3 separate regions of the Gossypium hirsutum genome follow, and all the other regions are linked to region 2. The links are chromatin contacts, called in public Hi-C maps. All regions are on one chromosome and are shown on one strand. Each heading gives the region's core, a stretch centred on a gene start, on an enhancer-like site or on the middle of the called end of the contact. The rest is flanking DNA. Distances are from core to core; before and after follow the strand shown. Region 1 holds the start of LOC107925447 (protein NLP2). Region 2 holds the start of LOC107925491 (tubby-like F-box protein 8). Region 3 holds the start of LOC107925483.

The links. A called contact is a pair of places that touch in the nucleus more often than the background predicts.
Region 1: a contact with region 2 is called in a Hi-C map of leaf, with 1.9 times the contacts expected there. The contact joins the promoter of LOC107925447 here to the promoter of LOC107925491 in region 2. A contact is called at or near these places in 2 of 34 Hi-C or Micro-C datasets (both in leaf).
Region 3: a contact with region 2 is called in a Hi-C map of leaf, with 2.0 times the contacts expected there. The contact joins the promoter of LOC107925483 here to the promoter of LOC107925491 in region 2. A contact is called at or near these places in 4 of 34 Hi-C or Micro-C datasets (hypocotyl, leaf and seedling).

What each region holds. Positions count from the first base shown.
Region 1 is chrA01:109,176,190-109,178,889 of Gossypium_hirsutum_v2.1, reverse strand. LOC107925447 (protein NLP2) reads right to left here and starts at 1,381. Exons shown (of 5, transcript XM_016856135.2): 1 at 1,091-1,381; 2 at 1-521. The coding sequence starts at 495.
Region 2 is chrA01:109,310,800-109,313,499 of Gossypium_hirsutum_v2.1, reverse strand. It overlaps LOC107925491 (tubby-like F-box protein 8), which reads left to right and starts at 1,397. Exons shown (of 6, transcript XM_016856207.2): 1 at 1,397-1,822; 2 at 1,966-2,045; 3 at 2,406-2,700. The coding sequence starts at 2,483.
Region 3 is chrA01:109,541,259-109,543,958 of Gossypium_hirsutum_v2.1, reverse strand. LOC107925483 reads left to right here and starts at 1,291. Exons shown (of 2, transcript XM_016856196.2): 1 at 1,291-1,689; 2 at 2,632-2,700. The coding sequence starts at 1,682.

The DNA of each region.
Region 1 (2,700 bases), core at 132-2,631, 130 kb after region 2:
TTCAGTAGTAAGAACATGTTTGCCTTCTCTGTTTACAGGCACCCAGATTTGAATAAGGAGGTCCCTATCTTTTGTAGATTCCTTCAAATATCCAATAGCCTGCATTAGTCTCTCTTTCACGGATAAAGAAGAACCGGATTCTGCGCTTGGTCCTATCCACCATCTACTGCCCAACTCAGTGCCTTGAACTATAAAAGTTCCAGGTTGTAACAATGATGAAGCATTCCCGACAGCTGACCCGTCACGAGGGGGAGAAACTGATCTTTCGGTCTCCCCTTGATGCATTTGATGTAAGTTTGCATTAGAAGGAACAGTAATAGACTGATTGAGATCATTAGACGTAGAAGGAGCAGGCTGCATAAAGTTGAAATCATCATTAGTCTCTAACCAGCACCCTTCAAACAAGAGTTCATCCATAAGGTCCAAATCCATGGCAGCATCCACAAAGGTAGAATTGGGCGAAAAGTCACTGGGAACAGCACCATCGCCTTCCATGTCGACAAATTAGCTTGTAACAGAGCCTATATATTAGATTGGAATTGTAAACATGATCATCATCATGAGCCGAAACACAAAAGCACAGTAAAGATGAAAAATAAAAACAGGAATTTCCAGGAAAGGTTCCTTCTGCCAGAATCCAGAATCCCAATCTGTCCGAGGCGCAGAAACATCGTCAAGAAAAAGTTAGTTTTGAATCATGAACTGCAATCAGAAATGCATTTCAGAAGGAAGAAACCTTCCATAGTTGTTCATTCACAGTTAAAATATAAAAACGGACAATAGTACTGCTATAAAATATAGACCTCAATTGTACTTGCAGGTTTTAGTTGACTTAAAACAAATTAATCCACAAGTCAAACCATCAGCTTCCCCATACAATAATCAAACCCATCGTCCTTAGAATTTGTACTATCAATCATTTCTAAACGCCCCCTCAAACATAAACACCATGAATCCCATTTCTTAAAACCCTTAGTTTCATACAAATTCCCAAACCTTACTGTTAAAAAAACAAAAGAAAAAACAAAAGCAAAAACCCTCACACATACATAAAAACAAACATACAACGAAAGAAAAGAAAGGGACTCACTTTACAAAGAATCTTTGAGAAAAATAAACCCAGTTTGGTACATTGGGTTTCGTTGTCTGTGTACTATAGAGTTTGAGTGAAGCAACCTAATAAATCTAAACAAAGATGTGTTTCTGTTCAATGAAACTTCCTTCTGTTTTCCTTCTTACAACACCCAATCACATAAAAAGGCATTAAAAAGTAAAAGAGAAAACAAAAACAAAAGCGAATATATATATATTAATACAAGCCAATTTGCAACACAGTGATCAGTTTTGGTTGGACTCTGTGGCGGTGTTATTATAAAAACTACTCTCGGAGTCATACGCGTGAACAGTATTCTCTATATGGAAAACATAAGACCCCACTTCAACAACCAATCAGATTTTGTTTACCACAATGGGTAAAAATGGATAGTAAAAACTAAAACATAAAATCTGGGTGTTTTTTCTCTTTAATTTTGGGGTTATGTTGCTTGTTCTTTAGCCTGCTCAGATTCCCTGCATTTCATCTATATATTTAATGTGTGTTTGTACTATTTTGCTTTTAAATCTAATAAGTGGACTCATTTTTTTTTTAATAATTAAAAACAAAGTAGGTTATGCGAAAGAGATTCTTGACCATACCCTCTTTAATTGAACTTCATTCAGTTGACTCAACGTTCTCGGACAGCCACATATGTAACTAAATTTCATTAATGTATGCTACTTATTTTATAAAATAGATTACAAATTTTTATTTACTTGTACAAATTTTAATTTCCCAATTTTTTTTTCATTTGAAATTTAACTCCAAATAATAGATTTTATTTGTAAGATGATAAAAAAATTTCAAAATAATAATTATATTAAACTACTATAATCACTTGGTTAAATTTTTTCTTTATTTTATTTTTATAATACTAAAATTAAATTAATCTATTTAATTAATTAGATTCAATTTTTATAATAGAGTAACTTGTTATGTACTTTCAACCAGCATAAGCTCTAGCGTAGATTTTTTATTTTCTTTTATAGTTGAGTTGAGTTAGATATTATACACTATAATCTATAATTTGTTTTGTTTTTATATTATTTATATATATACTTTTTTCAACATTTATAATATATAATATATTTAAAGACACGAGTTTAGAATTTTTTTTGAACAGACCAACATAACCATTTTTATTCATTATACTAATGAATTAGACATTTAGATATGTTTTTCTTTTATAAGTTTTATCATTTTTATTAAATGAATTTATATACAAACAAATAACTTATATTTTTATTGAATTATTTTATATTTCAATTATTTTGTTTCCATTAACCAAAAAATAAAAAATATTTTATTACATTATTCTTAAATAATAAATTTTAATTATTTATAAAATAGGTAACTTTATATTTCATATATAAAAATTTATAAATAATATATCTCTATAATCTAATCTACTATATTATAATTATATTATGAACTATTATGAATTATTATAGTGAATTTATTCAATATTAAAAAAATAAATAGTGAAGAGTTTAATTTTTTAATATTTCAATTTTTTTATAGTTTAAACAAGAGCTTTAATAATGATTAGGATTTTTTTTATTAGCGCTATTTGTGAATGATCAAAATAATTGATATATTTTATT
Region 2 (2,700 bases), core at 148-2,647:
AAGAGTGTGGGGAATCATTAAGGAATAAGGAAAGTAAATTGAGAGGATTTATGGAAATAATTTTTGTCTCAATTGAATATATTATTCCTAAGTTTCATTAATGCTGGGTTTTAAGGAATTGGTAATTCTGAGGACTAAACTAATTTGTAAGAGAAATAAAATTTGCAAGGCAAATATCTTAGGAGTAAAAACTTGGACTAGAATGAGAGGAGGTTCTTTTGTGGTAATTAGTCCAAGGGTATATAAGCAAAATACCCATTTGGAAAATTTCAATGGAGGGAGCAATTAGAGACTTTGTTTCACGATAGTTTTGGTTTTTCTACTTAAAACTTTCCCAAATTTTCTCTCAATTTCATTTTCAACTTTTGGTTTCATTTCAATTTGGTTAGTCAAATTTCTATCTATTTCTTTACTTAAAAAACCAAGCTTCTTCTTCATTTTTCCATAAATGCCGTTGGTTTTGGTGTGAAGAAGAGGAACTTGTGTTCTTGAGAATTTATTGATATAAACTTTGATTTCAGTTCTATTTCTTTTCTTTAGATTTTAATCCTTAAGACAAGATTTCATCATTTTCTCTTCACGTTGGTTTGGAAGTTAAAAAGAGACTTCGAACTTGATGTTTAAATTATGCTTAGTATGAATAGTAAGTGCTTAATCAATGCTTTTGGTAATAATGAGTTGTTGATAGTTATTCAACATATCATATGTTTATATAATCCATTATTTATGCTTTTATAATTAAATGCTTCTATTAATTAACATAAAATAATGTTTGGGTGTAGTTGAAATATCATAGGATATTGAGTTATTGTGTATTGATGAGTTAGATTTATATCTCCCATAACGTTATTATGTTTAAACTGGACTTGTCCAAATGCTAGGCTTGAACGAAGATTTGGTCTAACTCGACCCAAATTCAATTTAAAAAATAAAAAAAATATTTTTAAATAAAAATTTAATTATAAAAGTATATTTTTAATAGTAAAATGGGCTTTTTGAATAGGTCGTACCGGCTCGAAAATAGGTTTAGACTTAAAAAATATTTTAGAACTAAGTCTCAAGCTTGATCCTACTTAATCTATAGTCACCTCTAGTTGGAAGAATATGATGTTGTGTTTTTGTATTTTTATAATACATTAATTATGTTTAATTTTACTTTTGTATTTTGCTTTTTATTTTTATTTTTTTAATTTTTAATATCTTTTAATTTTCTTATAAAATTTAAATTAAATAATAATATTGCAATAATAAGATATATTATATTTCTAAAAAGAATATATAATTTTATTTTTCCAAATTCAAATACCAAAGAAATGAAGTGAAGAAAGTTGAAATATGTAAAGATGCATTAAATCCTTTAATTAATTTGTTTTGTTTAGCATGCGAGAAACGACATAGCAGTTTCCGTCGGTCAGATAGCGCAATGGGAAAAGTCAAAGGGGGCATTTAGTCGTTGGTTGGAGCCTGCTTTTCAGCTCTGTAGCTCAGACATGATGCACCGAGATATTTATTTCCCTTTTTTTTTACTAAAAAATATTCACATCAACCACCTAAGAACTAAAATCAGAACTGAAAGATTAGATCACCCTTTTTCATTGTTGTTTTCCCCTTAAAAATTCAATTGTTGGCTGCTTAGCTAAATTTATTATGAATCTGGAATCCTCGTCTGATAGCGAGAAAAAGTTGAGAAGAAAGAGAAAGTAAGAAAACTCTGTTTAGTTCTGACTTTGATCCCCTTTTCTTTTTTCCCACCGTTCTGTTATGTGGAAAAGTTGTCTGGGTTTTCTTTGATCTTGTTTTAGGATTCGCTGCATGTTTTCAGGTACATAAATCACAGATCACATCCTACTTCGTCAAAATTTTCTTCAAAATCTTCTTCTTCTTCTTCTTCTTCTTCTTCTTCTTCTTTTGTTCTTTTTAATCTGGGTTTGTTTACAAATTTTTATCTTTTTTCATTTTTTGCAGATCTGTGGTGGGTTCTGAGACTAAAACTACGTCGGTTTGATTAGATTCATCTCTGAAATTGAGGTCTTCATTTTTGGAAGGTAAATTATTTATTACTTTTTTCCTTACATAATTTATTGTATGCAGCTTATATCTTTGGGTGAGATAATTCTGTAGTCTCCCATTTATGGAAAATATTTGATGAGAACATATTGAAGTCATCAAATATACATTGTTCTTTTTTACGAGTATAATCACAGGTGCCTAGTTCTACGACTCTAGGATTTAAACTTGATCTTGCGTAAATGGGTTGTTTCTTGTTAGATGGTTAAATTTCTAGCTATTTAGGTTCCTGGGGTTCCATTTGCCTTAGGTTTTATCTCTTTGGCATCTTTTATTTTCTCTTTTCTTCATAACTTGGTGCTTTATTGTGGGAACTGAGTTGTTTGTTTTATGGGCAGCCATTGGCACATAATCAGCGACAGTATTATAATCAGAAATCTTCCCAACCGGTATTGCAATTGAACTGACTCGAGAAATGTCGTTCCGTAGCATAGTTCGTGATGTGAGGGATAGTTTTGGGAGCTTATCTAGGCGGAGTTTTGATGTTAGATTGGTGGGGCATCATAGAGGAAAATCTCATGGTGCTTTACATGATCTGCATGATGAGCCACTTGTAATTCAGAACAGCCGTTGGGCTAATCTCCCTCACGAGCTGCTTACTGATGTGATCAAGAGGTTGGAAGAGAGTGAGAG
Region 3 (2,700 bases), core at 42-2,541, 230 kb before region 2:
TCGGGCGGGCCTTCGGGCCGGGCTGAGTAGCCCGATCCATGAGGAGGTCTAGTCCACATGTACTCCATTTTAATTTTTTAGAATTTTTATGAACTTTTTATATATTTTTAATTTTTAATTTAATTTTTTGATTTTTATACTTTTTGAATTATTTGTTGACATTAAATATAATACAAATGATGTTATATTAGGATGTGAAATATATTTTTTGAATTATATATGTATTAATACTTTTAATAATAGTTATATATTATATTATTTTATGTATTAATAATATATTAATTTAATATATCAGTTTAAAGCTAAGTCAGGTAATTGATTTCGACAATAATTATATAATATATTATTATATTATCATTAAAGTTTAAATTTATAGATTTTAATAATTAATAATTAATAATTTTATTATATTTATTATACATACATAATCATAGTATTAAAGTATTTTATATTAAATTAATGTTTTTAAAAATTTATTTAACTTTATAATTGAACATAAAAAAATTATTAATTGCATTTCCTATTAATAAAATTTTAATATAAATATACAATGCTTATTAATAGAACTATTAATGGTCAAATTATCCGGCCTGGCCTGAAGGCTCGTCAGAAAAAGTGGGAGGATTTTGGCAAAAAATTAAGGCCCGTTTTTAAAACGGGCCTTGCCTCGGGTAAGGCATTTTTGCCTAGGCCCGACTTGGCCAGAATTCACAAAAAGAACAAAAAGAATCTATTTTTTTTTTGTTGTTTTAATGTTATTTTCTTATCGTTTTCTCTCTATTTTGTTACTATTTCACTATTTTATTGTTACTGTTTGGATATTATATAACACTTATTTTATTGTTAATTTTGTTATTATTTTAGAGGCATTTACTTGTCAAGATGCATCTATCCTAGTGTTATTTAAGTATACATATTTTTAAAATTTTATTTTTAATTTGTTGGGAAATATTTATATTAATGTTTTTAATATTTTTGATGCATTATATATATTTAAAATTTATATAAAAAATTTAATATGGGCAGTTCGAGCCCGTATTTTACCATTTTCATCCGAGTCGGGCTTAGACAATTTTAAGTCCATTTTTTAGGCCTAACCCGAGCCTAGGATTTTAGTTAGACCTGACCCATACCTGACACGACCTGGCCCATGAATATCTCTACCCATAAATATATTTTCAAAAAAAATATCATTTATTTTTATTTTAAATAACCTCATAAAATTATAATAATTATTAATATCATTATGATTGTTCTGTTATAAATGTGGACTTTTTGGAGCTTTGAGTGAATTTATCTCAAGTTCAGGTCTGATGGATCTTATACTTCGATCTATTATAAACTTGGATTTTTTTCAAACTCAAACCTTTTCGGACTCAAATTTATTTTTGAGCTCAAACTCAAATTCGGATGGACACAAACAGACTTTCGGGTTCAGGCCTATTGCTAGGTATGGCTAACAACGTGGAACTTGGAAGTAGTTGTGAGCGGCCTTACCTTATCCCTTTTTACGAGGCAGTGAGTGAAGTGAACCATCAGCCAAGCCCACAATACTGGCTCTTCGATTTTTGATTTCTCAATGTAACCGCCTCTCTCAACTTTCTTCATCATTCATCTACCACAGATTCAACTGAGCGTGCTTTTCACTCGCCACTATCTAACCTCTCTCCTCCACGATCAAATGAGAACGTGAGTAGCACTTCCATTTTACGTTGCGTGATTTTGCTTTCCCCAAGGAAATAATATCCATTAATCGGATATTTGGAATATCGGATTCGTCGACTCATTTCTACGCTACAAAGCTTTGCGCATGGCGCTTATATCATTATTATAGCTTCTCCGTTTTCAATCCTTGGCCAAACAAAACCCTAAAATTTTCTCTTAATTTTCCCCCAAATTCACTCTTCTTTTCCCTGGTACGTCTCGTCGTGTTGGTTTTACTGTTTCCCGCTCAATATTCTTGTCTTACGTAGTATATATTTTGAGCTTTCACTACTTCTATTTGGGTAAAAATCATAGTTTCATATTATAACGTGAATCTACTGCTAAATCACGTTCTTTCGATTCATTGAACCTATTAATTCTGGATGTTTGTTTCTCATACGAGACTTGGTATCTCCAACTGACCCATTATCTCGATCTAGATATTCGCAACTTTTTTTTATCAAACTGGTGAGGTCTTTCAATTTCGTCCTTTTAAATTATGAATTTTCACGTCATAATTGGCTTGCCCATTGATTGGGCTTGTTCTTTTGCGATGTTGATTTTCAAGGATGATCTAATTCACTTGTAATTGTAACATGGATGTTAATTTTGTCAAGGGTTTCTTTTCTATTGATGTTCTTTTAGATTGGTCTATGTCAATTATGGCTGAATCTTTGTAATGTTTGTTTTAGGATTATGAACCTTGAATCTTTTGGTATCACTAGGATTTTATTTTAACTTGAATTTTCATGTCATTGGTGGATTGCTTTCTGGAAATTTCATTTTGCTATGGTGTAGACATTATTGTTCATAGGCTAAAAGCTTTAGAAATTTAAGCACTCCGGGTAATCTAGCTGTTTTTATATGTTGGTCTCAGATTATTTCTGCAGTCATAAGATTTTTTTGATTTTGCATTCTTTTTTGAAGGTGTAGTTTGCAAATGGCAAAAGGTGGCAAAGGACGGCGTAGAACAGCAAGCCAGCAAACCCCATTCTT